Regions from separate parts of the Mus musculus genome. Here regions 1, 2, 3, 4, 6 and 7 are each linked to region 5. A link is a contact called in public Hi-C, HiChIP or PLAC-seq and promoter capture Hi-C data. All regions are on one chromosome and are shown on one strand. The core of a region is the stretch at or near the end of the contact, and the rest is flanking DNA. Distances in the headings are between cores, read along the strand shown. Region 1 holds the start of Rps15 (ribosomal protein S15). Region 2 holds the start of 2310011J03Rik (RIKEN cDNA 2310011J03 gene). Region 3 holds the start of Adamtsl5 (ADAMTS-like 5). Region 4 holds the start of Dazap1 (DAZ associated protein 1). Region 5 holds the start of Sgta (small glutamine-rich tetratricopeptide repeat (TPR)-containing, alpha). Region 6 holds the start of Stk11 (serine/threonine kinase 11). Region 7 holds the start of Atp5d (ATP synthase, H+ transporting, mitochondrial F1 complex, delta subunit).

Region 1 (3,645 bases), core at 341-2,840, 770 kb before region 5:
CCAAGAGCTGGGATTAAAGGTGTGTGCCACCACCGCCCGGCCCAAGGGAGTATTCTCTTTTTTTTTTTTTTTGGTTTTTCGAGACAGGGTTTCTCTGTATAGCCCTGGCTGTCCTGGAACTCACTTTGTAGACCAGGCTGGCCTCAAACTCAGAAATCCACCTGCCTCTGCCTCCAGAGTACTGGAATTAAAGGCGTGCGCCACCATGCCCGGCTTGGTTTTTTCACATGATGTTTCTCTATGCAGCCCTGGCTGTCCTGGCCACTACTGTCCTACCTCTCCTCTCTCTTTAAAGACAGGGATGGTCTTTCTATGCATCCCTGGCTGGCCTGGAATTCACAGACCGCTCTGCCTTCTGTGTGCTACACGTGCCTCTGCTGGACTTTGCTACTTCGTGGGCTTCTTTTTCTTCCATCCTTCTCCACCTTTTTCCTCCTAGCCTTCCAACCCCCAACACTAGATAAGAGAGAAAATGTTGGAGCTGGGCGTGGTGGTGCACACCTTTAATCCCAGCATTTGGGAGGCAGAGGCAGGCGGATTTCTGAGTTCAAGGCCAGCCTGGTCTACAGATTGAGTTCCAGGACAGCCAGGGCTACACAGAGAAACCCTGTCTTGAAAAACAAAACAAAACAAAACAAAAATAGAAAATGCGGCTTCCTTTCCAACATTCATTCATATTCTCTCTCTCTCTCTCTCTCTCTCTCTCTCTCTCTGGTTTTTCGTTTTTTGAGATAGGGTTTCTCTGTGTAGCCCAAGAGCTGGGATTAAAGACAAAGACTTGCCGGGCGTGGTGGCACACGCCTTTAATCCCAGCACTTGGGAGGCAGAGGCAGGTGGATTTCTGAGTTAGAGGCCAGCCTGGTCTACAAAGTGAGTTCCAGGACAGCCAGGGCTATACAGAGAAACCCTGTCTCGAAAAAACAAAACAAAAAAAAGACAAAGACTTGTGCCATCACACCTGGCTTCTATTTTATTATAAAACGAAACACTCACTGGGTCAGGGAGTCTAAAGCCAAGTCCCAGGATGGTGGAAAGAGAGCACTGATCTCTCCAAGTTGTCTTCTAATTAACCACTCACTTTTGAGGTGGTAGGCTCACACATCCCACAAGAAAAGCAGACAGCCTGGAGGTGGTAGCTCACGCCTTTAATCCCAGCACTTGGGATTAGCCTCTGGCCAGCCTGTTCTACAGAGCGAGTTTCAGGACAGCCAGGCCTACACAGAGTCCCTGTCTTGAACCTCCGTCTCCCCCAAAAATGTATGTATATATTTTGCTATTAGGAATCATAATTGTAAATATCTGATATGCAGGATATCTGATATGCCACCTCCAAAGAGGCTGTGACCCACGGGTTGAGAATCACTGCTTGAGACCTTGTACATGAGAGAGGCAGAAACACAGAGACAGAGAAGACAAAGAAAACCAGGGACAGAGAGACAGACACACTAACAAAAACCCCAAAGGGAGCCACGCCCCTCCGGAGGGTAGCGGCGCTTTTGCTCTGGCCTCCGGACAGCGGGGGGCAATGGCGAGTATCCGCAGAGCGGAAGCTGTTGAGCGGTGGAGGCGGGCCCTCCCGGCAGAGCTCGCGATAACTGCGCAAGCGCAGCCCGTACTTCCTTTTCCGAGTAACCGCCAAGATGGTGAGTATTCGTGCACGGCGGTCTGTGCTCCCGGGTATCCGTCGCCATCCTCCCGGGGCCCTTTCGCAAGACTCTGGACTCGCTGCCTGGGGATGTAGCGATGTGCTCGGGTGCCCGGAGACTGCGGATGGCGGGTGCGGAAGGGCCCGGATGGCTGCGGGCGGCCGCGGGGCTGTGTGTCCCCTCGCCCGTCCGCCGTAGCTTAGAGGAGCGCGGCTCGCGCAGCTCAGGTCCCTGGGCTCCCGGGTAAGGTTGCCGAGCCCCTGCTAACCCCGACTCGCGCTCACGCAGGCCGAAGTGGAGCAGAAGAAGAAGCGCACCTTCCGCAAGTTCACCTACCGTGGCGTAGACCTCGACCAACTGCTCGACATGTCCTAGTAAGAGGCCCCGTCACCTTAGTCCCGCCGGGTCGCTGGCCCGTTTGTACATTTTCCTTTTCTGTGGGTGGTGCTGGAAATAGAGCCAGAACCTTTGCACATGTCACATGGGAGAGGCAAGGAAGGGTCTCGAGTGCCGGGCAATGGTGGCGCACGACTTAATCCCAGCACTTGGGAGGCAGAGGCAGGGGAATTCTGAGTTCGAGGCCAGCCTGGTCTGCAGAGCGAGTTCCAGGACAGCCAGGGCTACACAGAGAAACTCTTGAGTCGGAAAAAAAAAAAGGGACCCGTGTAGCCCAGGCTCTCCTCGAACTCCTGATCCTCTCAACCTCCCTAATGTTTGGGTCACCATCACGGTGCAGAGCATCAAACTCGGGGCGTCCTAGCCTCCTAGGCAAGCGCTCTAGATTGTGACCTCAACTCGGCCCCTGCTACAGTTGTGCAGTGTTCGACAGTCTTATGTAGACAGAACTACCTTGCCTCAGTCTCCCGCTGACTGGGCTCACAGGCCTCCCTGTGACCTTGGGGAAAATCAACCACGGATAGGTAATTTGTCTGGGTGGGCTGTCAAAGGAAAAGGTTTGATCTCGGCTTACGTCACTGCCTGTGGAAGCTGGTGGATTCATTTTAGAGGGTTGTGCCCTGAAGGTTGACGGCAGTGCTATGGAGGACTTGTCTTTAGTGAGCTCCCGGCATGTTCCTTTCTGGGTGTGAAAGAAATGGAGCAGTGCTGGCGCAGCATGCTGTCCCCGGGTCTCCAAACCACCCCCTTCTCCCACAGTGAGCAACTGATGCAGCTGTACAGCGCCCGCCAGAGGAGGCGCCTGAACCGTGGTCTTCGGCGGAAGCAACACTCACTGCTCAAGCGCTTGAGAAAGGCCAAAAAGGAGGCACCACCCATGGAGAAGCCTGAGGTGGTGAAGACGCACCTGAGGGACATGATCATCCTGCCGGAGATGGTGGGTAGCATGGTGGGCGTGTACAACGGCAAGACCTTCAACCAGGTGGAGATCAAAGTGAGTTGTGGTCCGGGAGTGGCTGGGTGGGTGGCTTTTCTCTGTGCCAAAGCTGCTCACACCACTCTGCTTCCTCCTCTCAACCTGCAGCCAGAGATGATCGGCCACTACCTGGGCGAGTTCTCCATCACCTACAAACCCGTGAAGCACGGCCGGCCCGGGATCGGTGCCACCCACTCCTCCCGATTCATCCCCCTCAAGTAGCCGAGGCCAATAAAGACTGGTTTTGGTCCCTGGATTCTGGGTTTTTGTTTTTTTTCTGGGGATTGGGTTGGTCCCTGTGTGTGGAACCTGGAGCCTTTTGGGTGGCTGTCACAGTCCACCAGAATGAAGGTGAACAGTTACATGTAAGGGGCTCACGTCCATGTCCACGTCATCTCTGCTGCAGTCTCCGCTTTCAAGCTGCCCAGCATGCACGGCAGAGCTGAGCATCAGGAAGGGCAAGGGGCTGCTCCCTGGGTTTGGGTCTTGGGGGGGGGAACTGCAGTGACAGTGGACACACAAGGGGACCTGCTGCAGCCTGCGTAAGGGTGCTTCTTTTACCTGGAGCTTCATTCTGTGACCTGGGATAGCACGTGTTCTGGAAGACCTCAAGCATGTCACCAAAGC
Region 2 (3,448 bases), core at 327-2,826, 740 kb before region 5:
TAGCCCATTCTCTCAACCAAGATGCCAGTGGCTGGCCTGCTGTGGATGCTGGGGATGAAGACCTTCACTGCCCAGGGTGACATGGGACAGAAGAGCACACCGGTCACTATGGGGCAGACTGGCTTTGAGCCCCGACCTGCAATCAAGTCCTTGATGCAATTTAGGCCAGTGTCCCCATAATGAGGAGGTGGCCATGTCCCTAAGTCCCATCATGAATTAGAGGCCATTAAGGATGGAAGAGGGAACAAAGCTGCTAGCTGGCAAGGTGGGCCACTGGGTCTCCCCGGGCCAGGGTTGGGACAGCAAATGTTGACCCAGAGCCTCTGGTTGCTAGGTGCCCAGGCCTGGACCAAGGACATCAGGTGTAACTTCGGCTCTAGGAGGTGGCTGAAGTCACCTGGCTGATATCCTGTTCCAGCCGCTGACCAGCTTGCCGAAGGCCATCGAACTTCTGTCTCAGAGCTTCCCCCGCCTGCCGCAGCCTCTCATTCATAGCCACGTAGGCCCGGCTCTGTTGGTAGATCTGCTCCTGCTGGATCTCAGAGTCCTCAGCCCTTGGGGATGGGTCTGGGGGGTCTGAAGAGAAGAAACAGTGTCACCATCCCCAGGCCTGACATCCACCAACCCAGAGGCAAGAGGATCAGTGGTTCAAGGTCATCCTTGGCTACATGGTGAGTTCGAGGCCAGCCTGGGCTATATAGGCCTATTAGGCACTAGAAAACAAGACTCAGTTTCAGGTTTTGGTGTCATGGAGAGGACAGGACACCTCCAGCCACCCTGGCCTGCCGTTCTACCCAGGACTGCCTGGATTCCTGGATCCTAGGCCAGGAGTCGCAGATATGGCCCCTGCAAGTACTCTGGCCCCCCATTAATTTGTAGGAGCAGCTGGCCACGCCCCTCTGAGACAAGGTCTTGAACTCACAGCAATCCTCTTGCCCTAGACCCGGGTTGGCAGCACTTTCAACTTTTTTTTGTTTTTGTTTTTCGAGACAAGGTTTCTCTGTGTAGCCCTGGCTGTCCTGGAACTCAGTCTGTAGACCAGGCTGGCCTCGAACTCAAAAATCCGCCTGCCTCTGCCTCCCAAGAGTTCGGAGCACTTTCAATTTTATTTCTGATGATCTTTCTTTGCAGGGGAAGAGAAGGGCAGGGACAAAAAAGATTCGTCCCTGCAGTCGGTTTGCTCCCCACTCGGGAGTCTCACGTTCTCCTACCTTCCGGGGCCAGGGCAGTGAAAACAGGATCTTGAGCGGGTGCCCCTCGCACGTCCTCCAGGATCTGCTCCACCGTGGGAGGCGCGGGGCGAGTGGGCAGTACCACGCGTTTCTTCGCCTTGGAGTTCATCTTGTAGGTGGAGCGCGCGCTAACTGGGGGTCCACTTTCGGCTCGGCCCGCCCACCTCGCGAACTCCTACGCACCCCTTACAGACCTGCGCCGAGGTCCCTACCCCGTCTCGCTTTCCCTCCTCCCGGAACCTCGGAGTTTGGCTCGATCTCCGCGCCAGTTTGCTCTTGGAACACCCCGCTGCCTATCTTCGTTCCAAGAACCTAGGCGGCCGCCACCGCTTCCGCTTCCTGCTTGAACGCCACTACGTTCCGGCACTTCCGGTCCACTCCAGCGCCACGCCTCGCGAAACCCCTCCCCCGTCTTAAAGAGCCCTAAGCCTAGATGCTCCTAGTTGCTATCCAGTAAGATCAGAAGGAACTCTGCCCTCCTTCACCGCGTGTGGTGGGAGGAAAGGGGTGAACGTGATTTCGAGAGTAATCAGTGTACAACCATTGCCAGGTACACAGTGGGCGCTCAATAAATGCTGGATGGAACCTAGCCACAGGCTTTGCTTCCTTGTGGTAGACCTTTAACTCAGTACTTTAATCTCAGTACTGTGAGGCAGAGGCAGGCAGACCTCTGTGAGTTCAAGATCATCTTGGTCAATATGGGGAATCCCAGAACAGCCAGGACTACACAGTGAGACCCTGTCTCAAAAGAGCAGTGGGAAAGCCGGGCAGTGGTGGCGCACGCCTTTAATCCCAGCACTCGGGAGGCAGAGGCAGGTAGATTTTTGAGGCCAGCCTGGTCTACAAAGTGAGTTCCAGGACAGCCAGGGCTAAACAGAGAAATCCTGTCTCGAAAAACCAAAAAAAAAAAAAAAAAAAAAAAAAAACCAGTGGGGGATGGGGGAGCGAGCTAGCTTCCTGTTCATGGCTGTATGGTAATTCAGCACTTGGCAGATCTGGGCTCAGAGCAGTCTTCCTCTGTGGGTCCTTATTCCTCCAGGGGCCCACCCTACCCTCAAGGACACCATAAACTCGACATCTTCTGTTTAACTTTTATTTGGCAACTATGAGGTTAGACATGGGGCTATGGATGGCTTGGAGACAGGGAAGGGGCAGATGATTGGTGGCTGTGGTCTGACCTCTTGCCCACTGTACCTGCTCCAAAATGAGTAAGGACACATCTCTTCCACTGGGAGCAGCTGAGGCTGAGCGGTGGGCTGTCACCTGACCCATGCAGCTGCTCTGCCCTGGCCTTCTGGGGCAGGCTTCTCTTCCAGCCTGAGAGCAGGACCTTGGGGTACCGGCCTTCTGTCCTGACAGCCAGGCATCTCTGGCTCTCCAGCCTCCAGGGATCTGTGCATGCATGGTTTTGGGCACTGGGGTATCTAGCCTGGGGCAGGTGGGCCTTCCTCAAGCCGAGGGGCCTCCCAAAGGCCCTGGCCAGCAGAGCCAGCACCATGGCCCAAGACTGGTAGCTGGGGGGCCACCAGAGGTGGCAAGCCTTGGAGGGGCTCTGGAGCTCTCCCAACACAAGGGACAGGGGACAGGCAGTGTAGTCGCTGCTCAGGCTGCTGCAGCAGGTGTAACAGGAGGGTGACAGCTGGCCTGTCCTTCGGTCACTGGCTGCTGTGGGTGGCTGTAGAGCCACCACCACTGCTGGCTGGAGATGAGGCAGAGTCCTGCCAGGATGGAGAGGGGACTGTGACTTTCTGCATAGGGACAACATGGAAACAGAAGGAGTGAGGCTGCAGCTGGTGGGTGCAGCCGGTGCCCACCTGCCCATTCCGGGCCGCTGCGCCTCCTCACCCAACAAGTGACCATGCGCTGCGGCCACTCACCCTGGCACAGCCCCTCTGTGTCCCTCTGCACACATGCGCGCGCGCGGCTGGTCACCTGGGGGGCCTGGGGCCGTGCTGTCATGTCCTCGGCCGTCCCATACAGCAGCAGGGTGTAGTAGTACAGAGTTCCTGGGCGGGGGTCGCAGTGGGCACCAAGGGGGACACCTGTCATTGGCCTGCCGGGCTCTGTAGCCAGCCTCACTGTCTCCCAAGCAGGGCCCCGTAGCAACTGTACCTACTATGTGCTAGTGGCCACACCACCTCACATCTCCCAGGTAGGTGGCACCTGGTTTGCACTGGTCAGACCATCCCCACAGTTGCTACACATCTACTGTGTGC
Region 3 (3,262 bases), core at 338-2,837, 710 kb before region 5:
GAGTCTTGATCTGTAGCTCAGGCTAGGCTCAAACTCTGAAAAATCCTCCTCCCTTAGCCTCCTGGGACAAAGTTGCTAGTCCTGGACTGCCACACACCCACCTTAATCAGTTCTTCCTATAGACAATGTGTTCTTTTATTTTGTTTTTGTTTTTTTTTAAAGATTTTTATTTATTTATTATATGTAAGTACACTGTAGCTGTCTTCAGACACTCCAGAAGAGGGAGTCAGATCCCATTACGGATGGTTGTGAGCCACCATGTGGTTGCTGGGATTTGAACTCAGGACCTTTGGAAGAGCAGTCGGGTGCTCTTACCCACTGAGCCATCTCACCAGCCCCAGTGTGTTCTTTTATAATGCACAAGGAATCCTTTAAGGACAGTTTTTAGGTGGCTGCAAGTTTAGTCACCCCTTTCATCTACCTTCCTGGGTGGCCAGGAACCAACCATTCCATTTCTCCAGGCCTCGGTTTCCCCATCTGTGCAGTGAAAACCCGCGGAACCCCATCCCTGAGTCTCTGAGAGCCTGTAGAGGGATAATTAATGGAGGCTCATCCAGAAACTCAGGGTGGAATGGATGTCCCCCTCCCAGCTGCCCCCCAGCCTCTGGGGACCGCTGTGCTCCCAGGTACCCCATAGCCTAAGGGACCTCCTCCCCACCCCCAACCCCACCCCGTGGCAGGCGCTGGGCGGCTGACCTGGCCTCCTGCCAACACGTGGGTCATGGTCTCATCTGCCAGAGCTGCGGGCTGCGGTGCCTAGAGGATCTGCGGACAAGAAGAGCAGGGTGGGGCTGAGTGGAGGTCTCAGTTTCCCCAACTGTAGAGACCGGATGAAGTCATTCTCAGCCGACGCCCTCCTCCTCGTGATCCCAGCCTGGCAAGACCAGCCAGGAGGGAAGGGAACCAAGATGAAGTGAGTCCCTTCTGGGCCCGGGCCAGGCTCTCTGAAGGGCACACGGGCTCTCAAAGATCTGCAGCCCACAGGGTCCAGGTACCTGAAAAAGGGGTAAGGAGGACAAAAGTACCCCGGCCCGGCTGGAACCAGGGTCTCTCCGGTTGTCAGCCAATCTGATGTCCTTTAGGACACCTTGGGACCGAGATGGCTGTAAATTGGAAACTCACGGGAACTGCTTCAAGACACTCGCCGGACCCTTCCTTCTGCGGGCCCAGAAACTGGGCTGTCCCGGGAAGGAAGGAAGAAGGAGGCTGGGGAAGGCCATCTCATAACCCCCTTCGTGAGGGGGGCTCCTACCCATGTCTGTCAATGCCCTCTCCCGAGCACCGCATCTAGCACTGCATCCCTCTCCCGCATTGGTGCACCAGTCACTGGGGTGTCGGTCTCCTGAGTTTCAGTCCCATCCCGTAGGAAGTGCGACCCCCAAACTCACCCACCATCCTAGGGATTGCTGCTTTCGCTCCGAGCAGGGAAAGAAACCAATCTCATCCCCGCCGCCACACCGGGTGGAATAGTGGCAGGATGGGAAGAGGGACTTACCATCTGCTGAGAGCCCAAGGCAATACGTCCAAGTTTCCCCGGGACGCCCCGGGGACTGGCGGAAGCGGCGGGGCCCCAAAGTGCGGGACTGCGAACTCGGTCGATCCCTCCCACCCGGGCCTCCTAGGCGCGCCCAGGCTGGGGTCACCGAGGGCGCAGGCCAAGGGCGCCCTCGTGCGGCAGGAGAGGGCGCACGCGTTGGGCCCGGACCTGCGGCAGGGGGCTGACCTACTGTGTCTGACAGCGCAGCTCAGCGGCCCAGCGTTGGTCCTGATATCCTGGGTGCCAGTGACCTTGGGAAGTGCAGCTGCGGGGCGGTGCGCGGGGGTGACTGGACTGCTATTCCGGGCGCCGCGCTCAGGGCCAGGGAATGTGCCTAGCGCTGGGGCTTGGGGTGGGATAGTCCATGCCAGGGCGCCCTCTCACTCTCAGTACCCCGTCCTGCTCCGTAGCACCCCGCAGCCAGATACGCCAGATTTCCTCTCCTCATCCCCATCACCCACTCAGGCCAGGCTCCTAGCTCTGTCCCAACAATCCCTGGGACCCCAACCCAGGTCTCCATCATCCCTGCAACTGGGACTTCCCACCCCGTCCCTGTTACCCCCAATTAGACCTCTCCACGCTGGTCCACATCATTCCCCAGTTAGACCTTCCTGCCTTGGTTCGCATCTCCACCCCCCCCGCCCCCCGACTCCTCACTCGAGTCCCAAGCATCCCCTCACGAGGCCCCGCGCGCCCGCTGGGGGCGGAGGGACCCTCCCTGCCCCACATTCCCAGGCGCTGCCGTCACCAATGCTCCACCCGGTCCCGCCCTCTAGGCCTGGACGCCAGTGCTGCTTCTCTCCACTGGTTTTGGCCTCAAGCCCTCCGCCTCAGTTTCCCATTCCCGGCACTCTGCCAGCCTCTTGTGGACCCCCTGACCCCATCGCCTTCGTGTAGCCTCCCGGCAGCCGGGCAGAAGGACGCCGCACTGCGATGATCAGTGCTGTGTGGACCATGCTATTCCTGGGCGCTGAACTCGCCTCCTCTAGGAAGCCCACCTGGCTGACCTCTGGCCCGCTTTCCTCACAGGGCACGGTGCCTGCTGTATGCACTCCCTGAAAAGCAGACTGCCTGCAGTATTTACTACACATAGAGGACAGTGTCTGCTGTATACACCTGCCTCAGGGAGGTCCTCTGGACAGGGCTCAGCACAGGACAGCCGCTGGAAACATCTCTGAGTGTGACCACTCCGTGACATTATTATGCAAGTCACTGTGTGCACACAGCTATGGCCCAGCAGCCAAGCCCAGTGTGGGGAGGTGGCCATGCATGGCCATGACTCCGATTTCTGACACCCATCATCCTGTTGAAGAAAAGATGCTAAGGCCAGGCATGGGCTGTGAGGAGAACCCCTACAGAACATATAACCACTAAAGGGGCTAGAGGCAAGGGTGGCCTAGCCAGGGTCAGCAGGAGAATGAGAGACAATCCTGACGTCCTGCTGTGAAAGGAAGGGACCTCAGCAAAGCAAAGATGAGGACCGTGTTAGGGAGAGAGAGGGGCCCGTGCAGTAGGAGTTCTGTTCTGGTATACAGTAGGCATGCACTCTGTCCTGGTATACAGTAGGCATGCACTCTGCATGGAGGATATACAGCAGACATAGATTTACAGGAGAAAATATGCAACAGATATACTATCCAGGTAGTGCACATAGTAGGCACTGAAGGGGAGTATACATTAGGTGCCCCGTCCTTCATGATACAAGTGTGCAGGAAACACTGTGTC
Region 4 (3,599 bases), core at 713-3,212, 800 kb before region 5:
AAGATAGCTTCAAACTCTCACACAGCTAAGGATGACCTCGAATTCCAGATCCTGCCTCCTCCACCTCTCCAGTGCCAGGATCAACAATGTGTACTGCTATGCCCGGTTTCTGCAGCTCATGAAGGGTCTTGGGCATTGTGCCTGCCAGGAGAGCACTTCCCCCACTGAATTCTAGGTCCACTGCGCCACTCCTCTGAGTGGCCTTCTGATGATCTCATGTGGTCTAATTAAAGCAGAAAATGGGTAGCTTTGTCATCTCAGCACTCCAGAGTCAGCGACAGCAAGATCTCTATGAGTTCCAGGACAATTGGGGCTACATAGGAAGACTCTGTCTCCAAACAAAAGCTTTGGACTGTTTTTTATAATCTGAGCTGTTATACCCAGCACAGAAATGAATTGTTGCTTGTTATACTTTGCTGTTATTATATTATGTTCTACTGACATAGAGACTAGGACCCAGGTCACTCTCAAATTCAAAGTCGTCGTCTTCTTCTTCTTCTTCTTCTTCTTCTTCTTCTTCTTCTTCTTCTTCTTCTTCTTCTTCTTCTTCTTCTTCTCCTCCTCCTTCTTCTCCTCCTCCTTCTCCTCCTCCTTTTCCTCCTCCTCCTTCTCTTCTTTTTCTTCTTCTCCTTCTCCTTCTCCTTTTAGACAGGGTTTCTCTGTGTAGTCCTGGCTGTCCTGGAACTCACTCTGTATATTAGCTGTACTTAATTCACAGAGATCAGCCTGTCTCTGCCTCCCAAGTGCTGGGTTTAAAAGTGTGCACCAATACTGCCCTGCTTCAGGCTTTGTTTGTTTGCTTGTATGTATGTTTTGGTTTTTGTTTGAGAAAGTCTTGTGTACCTCAGCTGGCTTCTAGTTCACTATATAGCTGACCAAGGGAGGCTGACCTTGAATTCCCAGTCTTCCTCTCCAACCTGAGCGCTGGGATGACAGGTTTGCACTGCCATGACTGTTTTAAGTAGTCTGGGGATGGAACCCAGCTCTTTAGCCTAGAAAGATGCTCAACAAACTGAGCCATTACATCGTTTTATTCACTTACTTATTATGTTGTTGTTGTTGTTGTTGTTGTTGTTATTATTATTATTATTATTATTATTATTATTGTTTGTTTTGTTTTCTCGAGACAGGGTTTCTCTGTGTAGCCCTGCCTGTCCTGGGACTCACTCTGTAGACCAGGCTGGCCTTGAACTCAGAAATCCACCTGCCTCTGCCTCCCAAATGCTGGGTTTAAAGGTGTGCGCCACCACTGCCCAGCTTTATATACCTTTTTGAGACAGGGAACTGGTTATGAGAGGAAAGGCAGATTATCCAAGTGAGAAGTCAGCTGCAGACAATAGATAGTAGTAAGAGTGTGGCTGTCCATGTTAGTGGTACTAGGGACAATGTTTTTTTGTTTTTACTTTTTCTTAGTAACTATTGAACTTGGTTAATTTTTACTTTGAACCCAATCGAGCCTTAACTGAATGACCTTGGACAGGTGAGTCAGCCTTTGTGACCCAGTGTATCATCTGCGAAAAAGGAAGAGCGGGAGGTGACACAGTTCAGAGCATGAACGTGCAGCCTGCTTTATGCACCGGCCTCTGAGGGGCATCTTAGACTTTTTCCCCTCGCAAGCCCCCACGCAAGACCAAGATTCGCGAGTGGATAAAGGGGAACCCGCGTCTGCGCCTGCGCGCGCCATGAACGCCCGGCGCCGCATGCACGCGTACGCACGCACGTGGCTGTCTCCCTCCGCGCGCCTTCTGAAGGCCAGATAATGCAGAGGACTGCATTTCCCAGAAGGATTAGATTCGACAGGGCGGAAACGCATGTCTCGGTTGTCCGTGTTGCGCAGGCGCAGAGCTCTGCGTCCCTCTCGCAAGCGGGCACGCACGCGCGGCGCGCCCCTGGCCCCGCCCCCGGAGGCCCCGTGCGGGAGCGCGCCCGGGCGTGCGCAGGGCGGAGGCGCGGAGGCGCGGGGACGCGCAGCGACCGTTGGCGCGGAGGGAGGAGGCTCAGCGCCGCCGCCGTTGCGCAGATCCGGGCCGCGGCTGCGGGGAGGGACGAGCGGTGACCTTCCGGAGGAGCGGGGCGCAGCGGGCCGGGACGGGGCGCCATGAACAGCGCGGGCGCCGACGAAATCGGGTGAGGCTGTGGAGCCGGGCCAGGCCCAGAGCGAGGGAGGCCGGGGTGCCGGACCGGCCGGGCCGGGACTTTAGAGGAGAGCCGGGGTGCTGGGGGGTCGCCCCAAAGGCAGCCCATGGGTAACTGAAGGGACCCAAGGTGATAACTCACGAGCCAGAGAAACCCTAAATGAAGGTTCACGGGTCAGGGGCATCCCATAGGATAACTCACCGGACTGAGAGACCCTGAAATGATAAATCAGGGTGTTGAAGACCCTTAAGTGGATCCTTGAAGTCAGGAAGGTAATGTAGGATAATTAGGGGTGCTGAGAGATCTCTCATAGATTCTAAGTACCAGGGAGATTACAAAAATGGACCAGGGTCCTTGTGAACCCTAAGTATTAGAATGGTGAAACTGAGGGATCTCCAAAGAATAGATTATAGAGCAGAGAGACCCCATAGAGTTGCTCTGGGGAGTTGAATTCTAAAAGCTAGATCACAGGTAATGGAAACCCTGTAAAATAGATTAAGGATGCTGAGACACCCTAAAGAATACATAGGTCAAATAAATTAGGTTATGGGTGCCGAGGAACCCCAAAGTATAGATTACAACTCAGAGAGACCGCATGGGATAACGCGGGGATCTGAGAGGTACCCCGAAAGATTAGGGTGCTGGGGTTATCTAGTAAAAGCGCAGGGATGAGGAGATCACAAAGAACAGATCAGGATGTTGGAGCTTCCTAAGTGGAGTTTGGGGTCAAGGAGTCTTCAAATGATAATTTTGGAGGTTGTGGGATTCTCCAGATTTCAGGAATTAAGGTGACCATCAAATCAGGAGACTGAGGGACACTAAAGGATAGTTCAGATGTTAGAGGGACCCTAAGTAGAGCCTGGGTGTCGGGGAGACGCCCCCCTCTGATAAAATTAAAGGAATTTGGGAACACTGAAAAGTTGGTGTCGGGAGACCCCAAAAGATAACTCAAGGTGCTGAGTCCTTCACAGGAGTTAGAAGAGGACCCCAGAGCTGGGCGGTGATGGCGCACGCCTTTAATCCCAGCACTTGGGAAGCAGAGGCAGGTGGATTTCTGAGTTCGAGGCCAGTCTGGTCTACAAAGTGAGTTCCAGGACAGCCAGGGCTACACAGAGAAACCCTGTCTCGAAAAACAAAAAAAGAAGAAGAAGGAGAAGGAGAAGGAAGAGGACTCCAAAAGAGAGCTGGAGGGTTATGTGGATAAGGTGGTTGGGAAGGCCCTATAGAATAAGGGTTTGAAGGACCCTCCCAAAGGCTATATTAAGGTATAGGGGACCCCTGAGGTTGAGCTGTGAGGTCGGGAGATACTAAAGGATAGTTCAGAGGGCTGAGGGAATTCCAAGAGAGACCCTTAGCTCTGTGGGAGACCATAAGCCATAATTGTGGTTAAGGAAATAGGGTAGGGAGACCATACGGGGTAGTTCAGAAGGCTAGGGGGACCTCCAACAGGAGTTACAGAGTCG
Region 5 (3,586 bases), core at 287-2,786:
GGAACGTGTGCCTTCACCAGCCACCACAGAGGCTAACAGACCTCTGCTAATGGACCTTAGGACAATTAATGTCCAGGTGACAGACACAGAGACATAACAATTTCAACTGACTTTCTTTGTTTTTGTTGTTGCTAACATTTCATTTTTGGTTTTGGTTTTTCAGGACAGGGTCTCACTCTGCAACCTGGCTGTCCTGGAACTCATTCTGTAGACCAGAGGCTGGCCTCGAACTCTGAGAGCTCCTCCTGCCTCTGCCTCCTGAGTGCTGGGATCAAAGTCGGACACCACTACAACCTGGCTTTTGAGACAAGAGGATTTCACCATGTAGCCCAACATAGCCTTGAACTTCACTTCCATCCTCCCGATTCAGCCTCCTACAAGCTGGGATGACAGCCAGCAAGCCCAGCTTACAACTAAACGGGCCCAGACTGACATCCTTTTTACGTTAATTATGATGCCAGATGAGGTGGTGGCACCTACAGTCCTGGCAGAGGTGGCGCTGAGGCCAGCCTGGCTCACATAGTGAGTTCCAGGACAGCCAGAGACAGATAAAGACTTTGTCTCAAAACAAACAAACTATTAATTATGTCGATTTCATTTTCAGACAGGGTCTCACGTTGTGGTCCAGCTACCTCCACCGTGTTAGGTATCCAAGGCTGGGCCTGAACTCACTCCCCGCGATCCAGCTGTCTCCCCCTCTCAATTGAAAGACTGGATTATAGGTTGTGGACCAAAGTTCTAGACTATTTGCTCGAGTCTTTGCTTTTGGTTGTTTCGTTTTCTGAGACAAAGTATGTAGTCCTTGCTAGCATGGAAGTCCCACGATACTCCTGCCTCTGCCCATGTGTCAGCACACCTGCCTTACCATTGTTTTAAGAAAACTCCTCCTCAGAGAGGTCAAGCTATTTGCCCTAGCATGCACAGCTGGCCCTCTGCCCTTCAAACCCACACACTACCTACCTTTGGCACCAAAATCAAACACACCCTCCCAATGGGAAGGAGCACCCACAACTGCTCAGACAATGGTGACAACGTCCATTGTACAGAAGAGGAAAACTGAGGCTGTGGGCAGGCAACAGGCTAAGCAAGGTCACCAGGGTGAGGAATGGCAATGTAAGAGGGTCTTAGACCTTAGGGGCCCCGAGAAAACTGAGATCCGCCCCACACACACCTAAACGCTGACCTTTTCGTGAGAAAAAGCGACGAGGGGTGGGGGTGGGTTGGGACGCTGTCTGCCTCAGTTTCCTCTCTGCGCCGCCCGCTCACGTGACCCCGAAGAGAGCAGAAGTCCGGATCACAAGCCACCTTTGTCCCAGGGGCTCCCGAGCACAGCGAAGCTAAACCCACAGACCCCCGACGCCCATACGGGGCACGGCGGAGCCCCCAGCCTCACCTCTCAGTCGACCGAAGACCCGACCCACCGACGGCTGCGCCTGCGCACCGCGGCGCAGCCAAGCTCCGCCCTCAGGACCAAGACGCCTGCGCAGAAAAAAACCATTTCCTGTGTAGGTTTCCTTTTGCGCATGCGCTCAAGTGCACCCTTCGCTCTAAAACAGAAGTGACGTCACGCGAAGAGGGGGGTCACAAGCTGGTTGTTATGGAAACTGCCCTCTGGAGGCATCAGGAAAACCGGAAGTTAGTCTGACAGTCACCAAGCGGGTCAGGCCTAAAGCACGGTGGGGCGGCGGCGGACCCCTGAGGCACCAAGGCAGACCACGTGGTATGGAGTCTGTCACGTGATCTAGCTGCTTTCAGCAAGACAAATCTGAATCAAAGCCACTAACTGATGCTATGAAGTTTTTGGTTCTGTTTTCGTAATTTTTTTTTTTAAAGATTTATTTATTTTTATATGTAGGTACACTGTAGCTGTCTTCAGACACACCAGAAGAGGGCATCGGATCTCATTGTGGATGGTTGTGAGCCACCATGTGGTTGCTGGGATTTGAACTCAGGACCTTTGGAAGAGCAGTCAGTGCTCTTACCTGCTGAGCCATCTCACCAGCCCCCTGTTTTCGTAATTTTTTTTTTCTTTTTCCTTTTTTTAAAATGACAATACTACGAGCCCAGCCTGGCCCGGAACTCTTCATCCACTTCGCCCATCTTGGAAACTGGCATATCCCACTTTCTGTGAAAGCAGTAAGTGTGATTAACCACTAAACAATCTACTTCACTTATTTTTATATTTAAAACCTATTTACAAACTTATCTTTTGCACACCCCAACTTCTTTCTGATGCCTAAAAGAAAAACAAAGATTAGCAGCCAGACAGTGGTGGTGCTCGCCTTTAATCTCAGCACTGGAGAGGCGGGGGAATCGCGGTGAGTTTGAGGCAAGCCTTGTCTACAAAGGATAGCCAAAGCTACACAGAAAAACCTGTCTCAAAAAATAAAAACAGGAGCCGGGCGTGGTGGCCCACGCCTTTAATCCCAGCACTCGGGATGAGTTCGAGGCCAGCCTGGTCTACAGAGCGAGTTCCAGGACAGCCAGGGCTACACAGAGAAACCCTGTCTCAAAAAACCAAAAATAAATAAAAAAATAAAAATAAAAATAAAAACAGGTCGGGCGTGGTAGCGCACGCCTTTAATCCCAGCACTCGGGAGCCAGAGGCAGGCAGATTTCTGAGTTCCAGGCCAGCCTGCTCTACAAAGTGAGTTCCAGGACAGCCAGGGCTATACAGAGAAACCCTGTCTCGAAAAACCAAAAAAAAAATTAATAAATAAAAATAAATAAAACCAACTTATCTTTACTTTTGAATTATGTGGATGTCTATGTGTGGGTGTCTGCATGGGAATACAGTGCCTATAAAAATCAGAAGAGGGCATGGAATCCCCAAGGCTAGAGTTGGGTGCAGTGCAATTCAGGCCCTCTGCAAAAGCTGTATGTACTCTACTTTTTTTATTTTCTTTGAGACAGGGTCTCATACCGTAGGCAAGGTTGGGCTAAAACTGCACTACCCAGTTTGCAATATGTACTCTTAACCATTGAACTATCTCTCCTATTTTCATTTTACCATGTCTTACTATGTAGCTCAGGTTGACCTTAAATTTATGGAATTCCAGGTGGGCCATGGTGGCACAGGCCTGTAATCCCAGCGCTCAGTAGGCAGAGGCAGGAGGATCTCTGTGAGTTCCAGGACAGCCAGGGCCACACAGAGAAACCCTGTCTTGGAAGCAGAAAAGAAAAGCAAGAACTCTGTCCATCCCCCTGCATCAGTGTCCAAGTGCTGATATGATATGCTGTGATCCTGCCAATCCTCTGCACACACCCCACCTTTGACATGGCGTAGTTATAATTACCAAACTTAGTGTCCTGGGTTGGTTAGGGATGTGAGGTGTGCAATAAGTCAGGATAGAAAAGCTGTGAGGGACGTGAGAGGAGAGAAGATGTTGCCACCTTCACAGGAACTGATGCCATTCTCTATCAGAGAATTCCAGGGCAATTACCAACTCTTTAAGACTTTTCTTCTTTCCAGGGTGAAAACATACTGTTTTCTAGAAATCTTGCCAAAAATTCCCTTTACAGGGAAAGGGTACTGACATAATGAAACCCTCTTACAACCTGTGATTTCTGATCTTTATCTCATCAG
Region 6 (3,388 bases), core at 238-2,737, 940 kb before region 5:
GAAGGGTGGAGGTGGAGGAGGAGACTTCCTTATCACTGCCATAGTTTAAGGCAATGTCAGAGCAATGAAATGGAGGTGAAACTCCAGAGTCTCCCTGTGTGATGTGGGTGCTGGCCAGCAAACCTGTGTGCTCAGGAGAGCAGCCAGTGCTCTTCACCCCTGACCTGTCCCTCCATCCAGCCTGACTCTGTTTGTCTAGTCTGTGTTTTCCCTGGATTTCTGTCTTCACGTCTGTTTCTCTGATCTTTTTTCTTAATTTATGTGCTTGCATAAGTCAGTTCTCTCCTCCTTTTAAGTCCTGAAGGCTGAACACATGTAGAGCAAGCACTTTTCCCACCTTTCCTGGAGTCTAGGTCTCTCCCTCCCCCAGGACTCTCCTGGCAGTACACCCCGCCCCCTAGTGGCCTCGGAGGGAACCATAGACTCACGGATCTATGGACCTTGTAACCGGCCTGTGCGTAAACTTGTGTGTAGAGGGAGTCAGGCAGGGTGAGCACTCGTCCCTCAATCATACTCCAACCCTTATTTTTTATTCGTGCAGTTAAAAAAGGGCACAGATAAAAATAATTAGATTAACCACCCAAAAACACTGCAGCAGGTGAGTTGAGGCCAGCGGCGACGTCTTACCCAGCCACCTTTTTTGATAACTGTTATTTAAAATTCTGTGTTGTGTGTGTGCGCGCGCGCGCCTACCACGGAGTCCCTAGGTTCAGAGACAGCCTGAGGGAGGCATTTCACTCTAGCCACCTTGTGAACTTACGGGGATCGAACTCATGAAGTCAGATTTGACGTCAATCGCCCGCAACCTCTGAGCCATCTCACCAGCCCAGCTGCTCTTATTTTGCACAGGAAACGCTCCTCTCTATGCCATGGATCTCAGAGGCGCTACATTAAGGCTTCAGGTTCGGGAGTGTCGACTTTGGGCTACTTTTTGACCTTTGACCCCTCCCCCAAGGCCGTTAAGAGCAAGCCTGGGCTGGATCTCTTTAGGGATCCACGAGCCTCTCTCTCCACCCTCCCCCATGCCTCCAGTCGCGGCCGTTCCCCGGAGGACGTTGACGCGCGTGAACTCTAACCGGAGGCCCGAAACTCCGAGGTCACCACAGCCAGCCCAGAGGTTTCGCTGGCCCGTCGCGCTTGCTGACGGGCGTCTGCGACAGCCACTGGCAAATAAAGTCCCGCCCCCACACACCAGGGCCAACCACTGAGGGGCGGGGCTTGAAGCCACAGCCCACGGCCGCTCCCTTACAGTCGCTTGCTTACTCCCATTGACGGGCGTCTCAGACAACCAATGAGAATTTAGATCACGCCTTCTCAGATGGAACCCGAACTGTCCAATGTCAGCTCGGGCGCCCACCTAGATCCAAATAGCCCAATCCTCGTTGGCGATTGAGGCGGGTCCGAAAGGTGGGGCCTAAAGCTACAGCCAACTGCCGCGCACGTCGGCTCCGCGAGGGGGCGTGTCCACCGTTGCGACGTGCGACGACGGCGCGGCGCAGGGCGGTAAACAAGATGGCGGCGGCGTGTCGGTCTAGGAAAGGGGAGGCGGCTCACGGCGTCCGCGAGTGAGGCGCGAGTCGCCGAGGGCGGCGCCGGCGTGGAGTTGTCTCTCGCGGGCAGCATCTTTCTGCCTGGAGTTCGATTCCCCCCTCGCCGCTCCGGCCTCCTGCCTGTCGCGCGGCGGCTAGGCGGCGAGGGGGACGCGCCGCCTGGGGTGGTTTTTTTCCCCCCTCGGTCCCCGGAAGATTTCCTGTCCGGATTTCGTGTCCGCGACTTGCGGGTGTCCCGGTGTCCCGCGTCCGGGTGGAGTCTGCGCCCCGAGAAGTCGTAGAACTAAGGGGCCGCGCGCGGCTTCGGCGCGGGCCGGACATGGACGGCGCGGACCGGCCTCGACGCGGCCGCCTGGGCCCCTGAGCGCGGGGCCCAAGTGGCGAACATGACCTAGCGGCCCGCGCGCCGCGACGGCGGACCGTCGCCTCCGTCGGAAGCAGCGTCCCCGGGGACCCGAATTGGGGGGACGCGAGGGTTGGGGGGGCTCATTGCTTTTTTTTTTTTCATTCTTATTTTCATTTTTTTTCTCCCTGAGCACCTAGAAGAAAAGGGGAAAATCAAAAGTGAAGAATTGGCGCCCAGGAAGCGGACGTGGACCCGGTTGTGGGGACCGGGAGAGTTGTGGAGGTCGTTCCTGTTTTTCCCCGTTCCTTTTTTCCCCTTCTTGGAACATTTGGAAGAAGCGGGTGGGGGGGGGGGAATTCGAACTTGAAAAGAATTGGCGCTCCCGAAGGGGACGAGGACAAAGAGTGGGCCAGGATGGACGTGGCGGACCCCGAGCCGTTGGGCCTTTTCTCCGAGGGCGAGCTGATGTCGGTGGGCATGGACACCTTCATCCACCGCATCGACTCCACCGAGGTAATCTACCAGCCGCGCCGCAAACGCGCCAAGCTCATCGGCAAGTACCTGATGGGGGACCTGCTCGGGGAGGGCTCGTACGGCAAGGTGAAGGAGGTGCTGGACTCCGAGACCTTATGCCGCAGGGCGGTCAAGATCCTCAAGAAGAAAAAGCTGCGCAGGATCCCCAATGGAGAGGCCAACGTCAAGAAGTAGGTGCCAAGGGCCTGGGGCCGACGCGGGCGCTGCCTTGAGCTCCTTGGGCAGCCCTTCCTCCTACTTTCTGGCTCTTCTCTTTCCTCTAACCGTTTTCTCTTCTCATTTCCTTCCTCCTTTTTCATCTCTTTCCTTTTACTGCCTTATCTACCCCATCTATCCCTGAGCGTCACCTCGTGGGGTCTGTATGTTAGGGCAGCCTGCAGGACTGTCCTAGCAGGAGGTCGTGCAGCCAACTGCGCCTCCAGCCCCCCTCTTTGGGCCAGGTCCTGGCGCAAGTCGCGCCTGGCTTCTTTGGCGGGCGTTGCCAGGCGGGTGGCTAGTTTGTTTACGCAGCTAGAGGGAACCGGTGGGGCCAAAAATAATGGTGAAGGGGGTGGGGGGGGTAGCCGGCCAGTGCTTGCGCAGGTCCCTGCGGTGTCGTGCGCGTAGTTGGCGTCGTTGGCCCGTGGGGACTCTTTATCGCCTGCTAGGCTTGGCGGAACTTGGAAAACTTCACCTACCGGCTTCCAAGAAGGGGCCTTATCTTTGGGACCAGCACTGGCCACACTCTGCCTAACTGACCTTGCCTCTGGTCCTGTCCCAGGAAAGGCTGGCAGCTTCTTGTTTTTGCCAGCTGGGCACTGCTTTGAGTGGTACGTACAGGAAAGGAAGGTGGACAGATATCCAGGATCAGATGTGTGGACCCAGGGGTGGAGCAGGGCAGGCTGGTGGCCTAGGCTCCTCTCAGGACCTCCTTGGCCTTTTTTGTAGGAGTGGTCTTAGGTCAGTCTTGCACTGGGGA
Region 7 (3,534 bases), core at 949-3,448, 920 kb before region 5:
AACTCCTTCCACTTGCAGACAGTTCTCTTCCCGGTGGTGCCTGGGTTCGAACCCAGGGTCAGTCTCATTATAAGAGCCTATGCACCAGGCGTGGTGGGGCACGCCTTTAATCCTAGCACTGCGGAAGCAGATGCAGGTGGATCTCTGAGTTCGAGGCCAGCCTGGTCTACAGAGTGAGTTCCAGGACAGCCAGGGCTACACAGAGAAACCCTGTCTCGAAAAACCAAAAAAAAAAAAAAAGAGCCTATGCTCCCAGACCATACCTGCTTATTCCCTGCTTGGCCACACAGTCAAATAAGTGTCATCATGAAGGTGGGTCGCTTACACTGACTTCCAGGACACCATCCTCCTTTTCATTTCAGTGAAGGGGATTAATCCACAGACCCGAGGCTGGCCTGCACTACCAGGATAGACTTCCGAACCCAACCAGGTTGGTCTCAAGCTCATGAGTGTGTCAGAACACATGGATTTTCCAAATACTAAATATTCTGGGGGGGGGGGTCGTGAATTTACATGCCTTTGAAGGTCAGAGGAGGATGTCAGATCTTCTGAAGCTACAGGCAACTGTTAGCTGTCCCCCATGGGCACTGAGAATGAAGCACACGTCTCTTGGAAGAACAGTGCTCGTTGCTGATCTCTGAACTATCTCTCCAGCACCCTAGGTTTAGTTTTTAGAAGACTTGTCTGGTAAGGCACAGTGGCCATGGGGGTAGGAAGAGGACACTCACCACCGGACAAGCATGATCTTTCTAGCGTTGAGTTCTTACTTCATGGAGCATTTGAGTAGATATGGGATCCTGGGACGGGTATGGGTGTGTGTGTGTGTGTGTGTGTGTGTGTGTGTGTGTGTGTGTGTGTGCGCGCGCGCGTGTGTATCTGTTTAAGAGCTGGAGTAGGGAAGGGAATGGGGTTTCTAGCTGCCCACTGCCCAGGGAAACTGTCCAGATTATAGAGACTGGGAACTAGGTGTCTCTCATAGAGATTGATTAAGGCCAGGACTGCTGGCTTTTGAGCAGGTCTGCGTGCCAGAGTCTCTAGTTAGTAGAATAAGTTTGTAGTCTAGCTTGTAGTCTTGCATCTGCCAGGCTCTGGTTCAAGGGTGACCACGACCCTCTAGCTGCCAGCTGCTCCTCTAAGATCCAACAAAGCTAATGGCTTTCCTTCTGTTTGCCCCATCAAGCCTATGCCTGCATTTTCTGTGAACCTACGTGGTGGGGCATGGGGACCAAGAGCTGAGCGGAGGCCGGAACCTGCGTGAGTGCGGGGGCAGGGTGATGACGTCATGACCGAGAGCGAGGCTGCGCGGACAAGACTGGCGTCAGTGGGGCCCCTTGGCCGCCTGCGCACGGGCTCCTGCGTCAGTGGCACGCAGGGGCGGAGGCCCGCAGGGAGGGGACTGCGGAGAAGAGCGAGTACATCTCCAGGTTTCGCGCGCCCTCTGCCGCCATCCGGTGCACTTCTTTCCTGGCACGACCTCTCCCCAGCACGCACCGCAGCGGGCATCATGAAATTTAATTATTTATTTAGCAGCTTCTCATGATGTAGTCCTGGTTGGTCTCAAACTCATGGAGCCCCGCTTGAGTCTTCCTCCGGGGAGTTGGGATTAACTGCGCCTGGCATATGCATATATATATATGTGTGTGTGTGTGTGTGTGTGTGTGTGTGTGTGTGTGTGTTTCGAGATAGGATTTTTCTGTATAATCCTGGCTGTTGGCTGTCCTGGAACTCACTCTGTAGACCAGGCTGGTCTCAAACTCAGAAAGCCGCCTGCCTCTGCCTCCCAAGTGCTGGGAATAAAGGCACGCGCCACCACTGCCCATCTATATTTGATGCACTTTTGGAAATAGGTTGTTCCGAGTGCGGGGATTGCAAGAGTGTGTCACCGCACTCTACATTTTAATTCTTCTGTTCCAACACGTTACAGGTTTGCTTCTTCTGGGCCTCGAATGCTTGGCACCTGATATCAAGCCCATATCATTTCCGCGCAAACATTCCCCTCCTGAGGGAATATGTTCGTTTGCAGAAAGAACCGCATCCCAAGAACCCAGAGTCGTTTGCTGTTAGAAGGCGAAGAAAACTACAATTCCCAGAATGACCCACCCGGCATAGGAGGATCCCACTTCTAGGCATCACTGCAAGGGGTGGGGCCAAGGGAAAGTATACCTCCCAGAATGCTCAGCGCGTACTGCATCGCGCAGCCTTCGGAGAATCCTGTGCGCGTGCGTTCTTGTGGGAACTGCGCCTCCCAGAAGGCACCGCGCGTCGTCCTTCTCCCTCCCTGAAGGCCGCCTCGCTTGCCCAGTGTGTCGGCCGCCCGCGAAGCTAGAGTCCACTGACTTTTCCGCCACCATGTTGCCCGCCTCACTGCTTCGTCACCCGGGCCTGCGCCGCCTGATGCTTCAGGCGCGTACATACGCCGAGGCCGCCGCTGCACCTGCCCCCGCCGCCGGGCCCGGACAGATGTCCTTCACCTTTGCCTCCCCGACGCAGGTACGAACTCACATCCCCCAGACTCGTCAAGCCCCTGATCTGACCCGTGGAAGAGGTTCTCTTGTATTAGGTCATTTGTTTCATCCCCATGGGGCCCTGTGAACCTCCCCCCACCCCAGACCTCACCCCTGGATGGGGTCACCTGGACCCAGGGCTCGACCTCAGTGTTCACTGAAACTTCATGCTCCACCCCTAAGGGCGTCACCTGGACATAAGACTCCACCCTCTGGGAGGTGGATCACCTATATCTGGAACCCAGATTTTGCCTTCACAAACCCTTCTGTTTTGGGGTGTTCTAGGCTCTACACCTTGGTGGTGGTCACTCAGGCCCTGTCCTTGGGTGTTGTACCCGAGATTGATATGAACCCCAGGCTCTACTCAAGGCTTAGGTGGTGTCACTTGGAGCTAGGATGAACAATGGAGCACAGAGCAATGCCTTTGGGTTTTACATGGCTCACAGTTTCTACCCGTGGGGGATTCCCCAAGTCCCCAAGCTGTTGCCCAGATAGGGGTCACCAGTACCCAGACCTGGAGCTCTTGGAAATTGCCTGGACCCAGATCCTGAAGGAGATTTGGACTCAGAACAGAAGCCTGGCCACTGTTGGGGTCACCTGGGATTGACCGAAGCTCCTCATCCTGTTGGGTTTGCCTGGACCAAATATCCTTTTTTTTTTTTTTCTTTAAAGATTTACTTATTTATTGTATGTAAGTAAACTGTTTGTTTTCAGACAAACCAGAAGAGGGCATCAGTTCTCATTATGGGTGGTTGTGAGCCACCATGTGGTTGCTGAGATTTGAACTCAGGACCTTCGGAAGTGCTCTTACCCACTGAGCCATCTCTCCAGCCCTGGACCTAATATCCTTAATTGGATAGACCTTAGCCAAGGTTTTACCAACTTACAGCCATGCTATTTGTAAGCCTGGGTTGGTTTTACACTTTTGACTACCTCATAGCAACTTCCTGAGTGGTTGTGAGACAGCCTTTGGGTTTCTCAGAAACCCCATACCAGGGGCTGGATCAGCACGCTGCACTACACTGCATTG

Evidence for each region. Promoter capture Hi-C pulls out the DNA fragments that hold promoters and counts their contacts. Hi-C and Micro-C count contacts between places; a contact is called where the count stands out from the background. HiChIP or PLAC-seq counts read pairs in DNA pulled down with a chosen protein or histone mark. Capture Hi-C pulls out chosen DNA fragments and counts their contacts.
Region 1: a contact with region 5 is called in a promoter capture Hi-C map of hematopoietic stem and progenitor cells, with 4 times the contacts expected there. The contact joins the promoter of Rps15 here to the promoter of Sgta in region 5. A contact is called at or near these places in 11 of 39 promoter capture datasets (the C10 cell line, embryonic stem cells, epiblast stem cells and 7 more).
Region 2: an H3K27ac HiChIP or PLAC-seq map of double positive thymocytes shows a contact between it and region 5, with 5 read pairs. The contact joins the promoter of 2310011J03Rik here to the promoter of Sgta in region 5. A contact is called at or near these places in 1 of 484 Hi-C or Micro-C datasets (muscle stem cells), 2 of 115 datasets of contacts at active chromatin or transcription factors (bone marrow-derived macrophages and double positive thymocytes) and 2 of 9 other capture datasets (adipose tissue and liver).
Region 3: a promoter capture Hi-C map of adipose tissue shows a contact between it and region 5, with 2.4 times the contacts expected there. The contact joins the promoter of Adamtsl5 here to the promoter of Sgta in region 5. A contact is called at or near these places in 3 of 39 promoter capture datasets (hippocampal neurons, liver and pre-B cells), 1 of 115 datasets of contacts at active chromatin or transcription factors (pancreatic cancer cells) and 1 of 9 other capture datasets (adipose tissue).
Region 4: a contact with region 5 is called in a Hi-C map of B cells, with 9 read pairs. The contact joins the promoter of Dazap1 here to the promoter of Sgta in region 5. A contact is called at or near these places in 1 of 39 promoter capture datasets (hematopoietic stem and progenitor cells), 1 of 484 Hi-C or Micro-C datasets (B cells), 1 of 115 datasets of contacts at active chromatin or transcription factors (pancreatic cancer cells) and 2 of 9 other capture datasets (adipose tissue and liver).
Region 6: a promoter capture Hi-C map of erythroid cells shows a contact between it and region 5, with 2.8 times the contacts expected there. The contact joins the promoter of Stk11 here to the promoter of Sgta in region 5. A contact is called at or near these places in 1 of 39 promoter capture datasets (erythroid cells) and 1 of 115 datasets of contacts at active chromatin or transcription factors (microglia).
Region 7: a promoter capture Hi-C map of liver shows a contact between it and region 5, with 4 times the contacts expected there. The contact joins the promoter of Atp5d here to the promoter of Sgta in region 5. A contact is called at or near these places in 2 of 39 promoter capture datasets (fetal liver and liver), 1 of 115 datasets of contacts at active chromatin or transcription factors (bone marrow-derived macrophages) and 1 of 9 other capture datasets (macrophages).

What each region holds. Positions count from the first base shown.
Region 1 is chr10:80,290,841-80,294,485 of GRCm38.p6, forward strand. It overlaps Rps15 (ribosomal protein S15), which reads left to right and starts at 1,591. Exons shown (of 4, transcript NM_009091.2): 1 at 1,591-1,643; 2 at 1,935-2,020; 3 at 2,802-3,036; 4 at 3,127-3,274. The coding sequence starts at 1,641. The coding sequence ends at 3,240. Gm30682 (a long non-coding RNA gene) reads right to left here. Exons shown (of 3, transcript XR_871874.3): 3 at 3,295-3,645.
Region 2 is chr10:80,318,972-80,322,419 of GRCm38.p6, forward strand. 2310011J03Rik (RIKEN cDNA 2310011J03 gene) reads right to left here and starts at 1,577. Exons shown (of 2, transcript NM_025521.3): 1 at 1,212-1,577; 2 at 1-576. The coding sequence starts at 1,341. The coding sequence ends at 377. Pcsk4 (proprotein convertase subtilisin/kexin type 4) reads right to left here. Exons shown (of 15, transcript NM_008793.2): 14 at 3,110-3,238; 15 at 2,312-2,980. The coding sequence ends at 2,835.
Region 3 is chr10:80,346,861-80,350,122 of GRCm38.p6, forward strand. Adamtsl5 (ADAMTS-like 5) reads right to left here and starts at 1,588. Exons shown (of 13, transcript NM_001285435.1): 1 at 1,496-1,588; 2 at 697-765.
Region 4 is chr10:80,263,052-80,266,650 of GRCm38.p6, forward strand. Dazap1 (DAZ associated protein 1) reads left to right here and starts at 1,963. Exons shown (of 12, transcript NM_133188.3): 1 at 1,963-2,127. The coding sequence starts at 2,099.
Region 5 is chr10:81,058,735-81,062,320 of GRCm38.p6, forward strand. It overlaps Sgta (small glutamine-rich tetratricopeptide repeat (TPR)-containing, alpha), which reads right to left and starts at 1,537. Exons shown (of 12, transcript NM_001358550.1): 1 at 1,394-1,537.
Region 6 is chr10:80,114,308-80,117,695 of GRCm38.p6, forward strand. Stk11 (serine/threonine kinase 11) reads left to right here and starts at 1,488. Exons shown (of 10, transcript NM_011492.5): 1 at 1,488-2,600. The coding sequence starts at 2,311.
Region 7 is chr10:80,140,117-80,143,650 of GRCm38.p6, forward strand. It overlaps Atp5d (ATP synthase, H+ transporting, mitochondrial F1 complex, delta subunit), which reads left to right and starts at 2,199. Exons shown (of 4, transcript NM_025313.2): 1 at 2,199-2,490. The coding sequence starts at 2,350. It also overlaps a transcript of Cbarp not described here.